Regions from separate parts of the Hordeum vulgare genome. Here region 1 is linked to region 2. The links are chromatin contacts, called in public HiChIP or PLAC-seq maps. All regions are on one chromosome and are shown on one strand. Each heading gives the region's core, a stretch centred on a gene start, on an enhancer-like site or on the middle of the called end of the contact. The rest is flanking DNA. Distances are from core to core; before and after follow the strand shown.

The links. HiChIP or PLAC-seq counts read pairs in DNA pulled down with a chosen protein or histone mark.
Region 1: an H3K4me3 HiChIP or PLAC-seq map of embryo shows a contact between it and region 2, with 9 times the contacts expected there. The contact joins the enhancer-like site here to the promoter of LOC123448087 in region 2. A contact is called at or near these places in 5 of 6 Hi-C or Micro-C datasets (leaf, seedling and an unstated tissue) and 1 of 1 datasets of contacts at active chromatin or transcription factors (embryo).

The regions. Positions count from the first base shown.
Region 1 is chr4H:118,743,000-118,746,418 of MorexV3_pseudomolecules_assembly, forward strand. It overlaps LOC123448088 (a long non-coding RNA gene), which reads right to left. Exons shown (of 2, transcript XR_006631607.1): 2 at 26-3,419. Among protein-coding and RNA genes, the nearest start is that of LOC123448088, 3.0 kb to the right of the region's middle. Within about 2 kb of position 1,277, at least 1 of the 3 cell types and tissues checked has open chromatin away from gene starts, as enhancers often do.
Region 2 is chr4H:118,512,973-118,516,631 of MorexV3_pseudomolecules_assembly, forward strand. LOC123448087 reads right to left here and starts at 1,675. Exons shown (of 1, transcript XM_045124856.1): 1 at 1-1,675. The coding sequence starts at 1,085. The coding sequence ends at 147.

The DNA of each region.
Region 1 (3,419 bases), core at 27-2,526, 230 kb after region 2:
ATCAAACCATATATGTGAGATCACCTTCTTGAAACACCGACATAAGATTTTCTCGATGAACTTCCAAAACAAAGTCAGATATTTCTCAATACAAAAATCTTAATCCCACACACTATATCATTTATAATTATCATTATATCTACTATTAATTGACAATTACAAGTTTCCTAGTACAATAAAAATACCATATTTTTTGTTATGAGCATATACATTCGTGCGCCCGTGCGGAGGGACGTCGTGTGCGACACAAAGGAGGACACCACAGTCGGCCATGGCATCGACACAATGCTCGAGAATGCCAGGGCATGGATCATGACGTCGAGGAAGGACGTGGCAGAAGGTGATTTGTCATACCGCCGCGTACATGCATTGGTGGACACGATCATATTATATATCTTGTCAATTGTACAGAGATCCACACATGATATATTTTGAAATCAAACATGTCCATTCAAATGTCGTTAAGGAAATGTGTCCTATAATACTCAATAGTCATCACTTTCGTTTGTAGCAGCCATTCACGTGAAAATATTTTAAAAATCAAGCATAGAATCAATTAGCAAATCAAACCGTTGATGGAATTAAAAACCAATTTTATTCTTTCTTTCGAATGTTAGTTGTGTTCAACTCACTTCATGAATATAAATTACTAGCAGACTAGGACACACATTAGTTGCACCAAGACTCATATGTATCTATATGTGTGATGAAGATATTTTTTGTTTGTATTCATCACTACTTAATCATGCTTTCTGCTATGTAGAAAAAAAATGTTTCAGCTTAATTTTATTTCATACTCCATTATAACGCTTCCTAGATCTGGGACGTCAAGGTATAAAAATACATCTTAGTTTGAAACAGATAATTAGTTAGATCATTTAAGTGGATTTTAATTACTTTTCCTTGTTACATGCTATAATTTCTATGCATACAAATTTGAATATGCATTATGATTATGTTTACAATTGGTAAAAATATATTTATGATCCGTGACAAGGCACCAGCATTATACTAAGTAGATGCATTATACTAAGTACTACTCCCTCCGTTCTTAAATATAAGTCTTTTTAGAATTTTCACTAAGGAACTATATACAAATGTATATAGACATACTTTAGAGTATAGATTAACTCATTTTTCTCTGTATGTAGTCATTTAATAAAATTTCTTTAAAAACTTATATTTATGAACGGATGGATTGAGATAGATGTTAACATCATACTGTGTCTCGACGCTGCAAGTGTATTGGTCCTGGTCTCCTCGGCCTGCAGCTAGCACATGGCAGCGCGGTACCTGCGCTCATCAATGTGCATCCAGGGTCGATGCACATCTACGTACTAGTACTAGCTAGGTTCAATTGGAGGTCAATCTTGGTTCCCTTCAATAAACTAGTAATCGTGCATGTGCAACCCACGTGTAATATAATCATAAAAACAGATTTTCATTAAGTTTGTTCGAAACTCTAAAGTCTTAAAGAAATACGTGCAAATATTAGTAGCTACATTTTGAATGAAGATTCTGTTTAATACTGCACATCTCAAACATAAGTATACATAATAAAAATATGAATTTTCTTAAAAATATATGGCCAAATAAGTACACAATCTTGCAATGTCACTCGAGTTGTATTTTCAATAGTGAGAAACCATTGTGGATTTGTGGTCGCGTTGTTGGACAAAGATGTATGTTGCTTGAACCATTCAGTGTTCGTAGAGGTTGTAAGATAATATCAAATCCTAGCAAAGAAAATGAATCTGCACTATGACCTATGGCTAGAGACAGACTACCTTATCTAACAGTTCCATTACAGAATACAACAGCAGCAGCAAGAAAGCATCAAGGGTCTGGTTATGCCACTTCCAAAATATGATCTTATGGAACAAAGTAAATTATCTGCACAACGAAGCCTCCGAATCCAAATAAACGAGCACTGCATGCTTTTATTTATCATATTTTCAGGCTGGTGGGGCAACATAATTCTGGGTCATACCAAAAGCTAACATTTTATCCATATCAATATGGCATATGACAGAACAGAACATTGTGCAAACCACATCTCCAGGCCACTCAAACTCAAAGCATACTAATAACCAAAAAACAGCAGGTTACAATTGTTCAGGTCTAGAGTCATGAAATTGTTGCTGGATAAATTTAATTAAATTATTAAAGGCCTTACATGATGAATCTCGTCGGCGACGGGACGAATTCATTGAGAATGTCACACACAATTTCCTACGCATCTTCCATCCTATCTGAAACATCCGATCCTAAATATGATAGGTAGTTCACACAACAAATAGTTTATACAATAAACAGTAATAACAAAGCATCATATATTCATATAGTAGCAGCAAAAATCACAATACTTTCTCTCTTATTTTTTTCTCCTAATAGCAGCAAAATCAAAACCTGTCCTGAATCATGAGAGTATCTTATGGTGGCCGTCGCCTTCTCGTACTCATGCCTATACCAATCGTAGCACACCAGCCCCAAGCATTGATCCAGTTTCTCTGATAAATTAAACTATTAACTGTAATAGGAGTGTGGCAAAGTCAGTAGAATAGTATCATCAACCTGGGGATTGGCCTTAAGGCCGCGGAGCTTATAGAGATTGTATTTTCTTTTTGCTGCACTTGTAATGGTAGAAAAATACCAGTTTGTTAATCAAGGCTTGCTTACGTTTCATCATGGTATATTTTCTTTTGATGCTCATATGTGCTCACGAATTATAGAAATCAAAAGGAGCTTAAGGGCATCGATTCACGGATACAGACTAAGAAAGCAGATCAAACAGTACATTAAGCAACATTACAAATTGATTGTGAAAAAGCAACCATACATCCACATATATAGGGATACTGGCCAAAAAGCAAGTTAAACAATTTACACTACTTCAACACCCCATTTTGATTATGAAAATGCAGACCAAATCATAAAATTTCCGTTCTAATCTATAACTGGAAAAGAAAGGATTTTCGAACCATGCATGTACACTACAGCAATAGTACATTACTCTAGTTCATACAAATACTGCAAAACTCATCTTGTGGAACAAATTACCTTGGGCATATCCTTCGAGTAATAGAGGAGATCAACAGCTCGGGAATTGATTCTGGTGGAGAAGCACATGAGTTTGCTGGTGAGGAGCTATATGGCGATGTTCAATAAGAACAGCCAGCCGACAGAGACTCGGAGAGGCACACGCACACCAGTGGTGCAATCGGAAGGCTGCTGGTGGCTAACCCAGGTGTGGCCTAGTTGACGTGAGATACAGTTTGAGTCCTTCACCTCATAAATCTTCGTCAGAGGTTCCTTGTGGTCTGCTTGAACAAACACAAATCAGCCTGACCAATCCCTTTTTTCATGTGGAGAAAGGCAAAAACAATAGACACGTCAATCTTTGAAAGTTGATTTCACAC
Region 2 (3,659 bases), core at 425-2,924:
TGAACCCTAAACCTAGCAATTCACAGCACCCTCACTGATATGGAATGCTTTCTGCCTCAACTGACCGGTGGACAATTCCACATCTCAGGGCATCATCTTAGAGCATTGCTGCTGTTGCCTGAATTCTGCAAAACACCAAAAATCAACTAGGCAACATACTCACTCTCAATCACAGGTTTTGTTCGCGTTCCGAACGCTACAGGCGCTTGCGTCCGCCCAACCTGCGCCATGCGCAAAGTCTCCCCGACCTCTGCATTTCGTTCCATAACCTCCATCTTCTTTTCCTTTTTATATCTGAGGAAACATACCAGAAGCAAAGCCAACAGCCCCAATGCAATGACACCCCCAACAACGCCGACGGCAATCTTCCATGCGTCCGAACTACCCTTATCACGACCACCATCAGTCGGTATTGGCGGGGCAATTGCGCCTGAAGGACCTGGAGCAGGAGCAACCTCACTGGAGTTCACCACTATGGAGAAGTGCCCTCGGCGATACGTTGCACACACGTTGTTTGCCTCCAAGGCCCGGAACTGTGGCACGCCATCCAAATCGAACCACACACACTGCGGCGCTGGACTGCCTGGCGGCACCGCCCTGACATTGCTGAAATTCACAGAAATGGGGCTCCCTGACGCGACGATGCTCAGCTCGGACAAACCCACTGCTGACAAGTTGGCAGCGTCGTAGACGAGCAGCCCGAGAATGGGCGAGAGATAGGTGTAGCCGGGGAGCGGGTAGTACTTCTCCGAGAGGTCGCCCAGGCTGTGGTACACTAGCACCACCCTCTCGACGTACGGCTGCACGATGACGCCAGGGGGGATCCTGAAGTTGAAGTAGTTGGAGAAGCCTTTCCTCCGCAGGCTGCCGCTGCGCAGGCGGAGCCCGGACACCGCGACGCCGGCGAGGTCCGAAGGCACGGTGCCGTTGTAGACAATGCCGGTGTGCGGCCGGACGAAGGCCCGGTACGCGTACTCCTGCAGCATTGCGTCCAGGGCCCTCGCCGGCGACGGCGACTGCGCCGCCACCGGAGAGGAGCCCAAGAAGAGCAGCTGGAGGAGGCAGGCGCAGATCAAGAAACCCATCCCGGCACGCCTCCGCCGCAAGGATCCAGGAAGAGAACCGCCGGAGCCCAGCAAAAGTCAGGATTCCCTCCTCATCCGCACAGGAGGACCTCCAAAACAAGGACGAGATTTGGAGCGGGGGAGCGCGCCCCGGAGGCCGGCGCGGGCGAGCTAGCAGATCCAAGGAAGCAGCCGGGCTGAGCAGAGCAGCCGCAATGGCGAGGCAAGTTATGCGCGCGCCCTCGTCTCCAGAGTCCAAACAGGTGGCAGGCAATTTCGGCAAGAAACCAGGAGGCGGCCGGGAAAGGAAGGGAGCAAAGGAAGAGATTGATTGGATGGCGAGAATCGGGAGGAGGAGAGGAGAGGAGCGGCGGGATCAATCCGGGCCGGGGACGCCGGCGTCCACAGAAACCCGCGCGCGCGCGTGCGGACGATTGCGACGGCGGGGTTTGGTTGGGGATTCGGCAGCGGGGTGGGGGGAGACGAGACGAGAGAGAGTGAGGCGAGAGAGAAAGAGGGAGAAATTTTAGGAAGAGAGAGACAGCAAGGAAAGGAAGGAGAGAGGGTTTTGATGGGGACGCATTTTTTTCAGGGTCTCGGATGGAAATGTGTAAATCTCTTTCCCCCCTGGTTTTTCCCGCAATAGAATACCCGGCCTGCTCACACTTGGCAGGTCCGCCCCTGCGGAGTTACCGGCCTGCCCCTGGACAGCTGGCTTCTCCTTGCTAGAGAGTGGGGTCCAGCTGTGAGGAGTTCGTTTGTAGACAGGAGATTCTAGGGGGGCTTTTCTGTAAGATGGCAGTGCTGTTCGCTGACCTGTGGGGCCGGACATGCCAGCTCCATCGGCTGGCGGAGAACGCCTTTGTTGCCCAACGTCTGGATGCTCCTGTCCTGGGAAGGGATGATTCGCGGGGTGGGGTCTCTTTGTAAAGCCCTGTGTTTGTAGGTCGCTGAAGCGTGGGACCCCTGGGCTGAAGCCCACCGGCAGTGAGCGTGATTGCTAATCTTTTGTCGAGTCCTTTGCCAACCACTGGATTCCACAACTCAACTGGTTATCATCGTGCTATAACGGTATGTAACGGATCTGCTAGAGCTCCCGTGGAATGTATAATAAATTTCATATATCGTAATATATTCTACGATCACCGGATTTCTTGCCTTTTACTGTTTTTTAAGGTTTTATGCTACTTAATGTATGTTCTTTGACATTTCAAAGGAAAAAAGAAACGGCGTTGCAACAGAGAGGTTTGCGGTACAGGAATGGTTCGTGGCGCCAAAGAAGATAGTTCAGTGCACATTTTTCAAAGAAAATGAATTGTTATGAAAGAGCAGGTAATTGCAGAGCTTCCGTGCAATGTATAATAAATTTCAAATATCGTAATATATTCTACGATCACCATATTTCTTGGCTCGATTTTATAAGAGTGTTTTACTGTTTTTGTAAGGTTTTATGCTACTTAATGTATGTTCTTTGACATTTCAAAGGAAAAAAAGAAACGGCGTTGCAACGCAGAGGTTTGCGGTACATGAATGGTTCGTGGCGCCAAAGAAGATAGTTCAATGCACATTTTTGGATTGTTATGAAAGAGTAGGTAATTACAGGGTCAAGATTTTTTTTTCGTAATGGCATATTCCTCAAGGGGTGCACAACATCTTAATTGTTCTCATTCCCAAGATAGACAACCCCGAGCGGCTCATAGAGTTTCCGCCTATCAGCTTATCCAACGTCATTTATAAGGTAGTGTCAAAGTGTTTGATAAAACCGGCTACGCCCTATTATGGATTATATCATTGCGCTAGAGCAGAGTGCCCTTGTTCCGGGATGGATAATCACTGATAATGCATTACTTGTCTTTGAGAGCATTCACTATATTCAGTAGAAAAAGAATCCGGACAGAAGTTTTTTGTGTTTATAGGGGGTAGAGTGAACCCAATCCCTACTATATGAATACCTCGCCTGCTGGGTGTTCACGGTTTTCAAGATCTTAGTGGCATCCTGTCTTCGACTTCAATCAGGGTGTTTCCTGTGATCAGGAGTGCCTCGAGGTTACGAGTAGCAGCCAACATATTGTCCATAGGATTGGAGAAGTGACCAGCCGGTGTCCAGAAATGATGAGGCGGTGACTGAGCCGGCGGTGGTTGGCGCTGCTGAGCAGGCTGGTGAGGCTGGTACTCCCGCGGTTGTCCGGTCCGTGGCGTGTGCTGCAGAGTATCAAACAGACGAGCCAAGTTGAGATTAAGGGGCAGGCGACTTTCATGCCTCCTACGATGAACTGCCTCCGAGGCGTCTTGACGAAGACCTAGCTGCCAAGCTTCTGCCTTCAAGCGTTCAGCCTCATTGCGGATGTGATCATGTAAATCCGTCATACGAGTATTCTTGGCGTCGATCTCCTCCTATACTTTATTCATCTGCCCATGAAGTTTGGCTAACTCCGTGTTACATTCCTCCTGATTTTCTGTGGTTATTGGCGTATCCAAGAGCTTTATCATCTCCGCCATCAAGTCGGCAATGGCTTGAGCCGGCGTCTTGCCTGACCCGACGGCGTTTGGAGTTGGCGCCGAGCCACCGGGACCGTTAGCCGCTCCAGCCGCCAT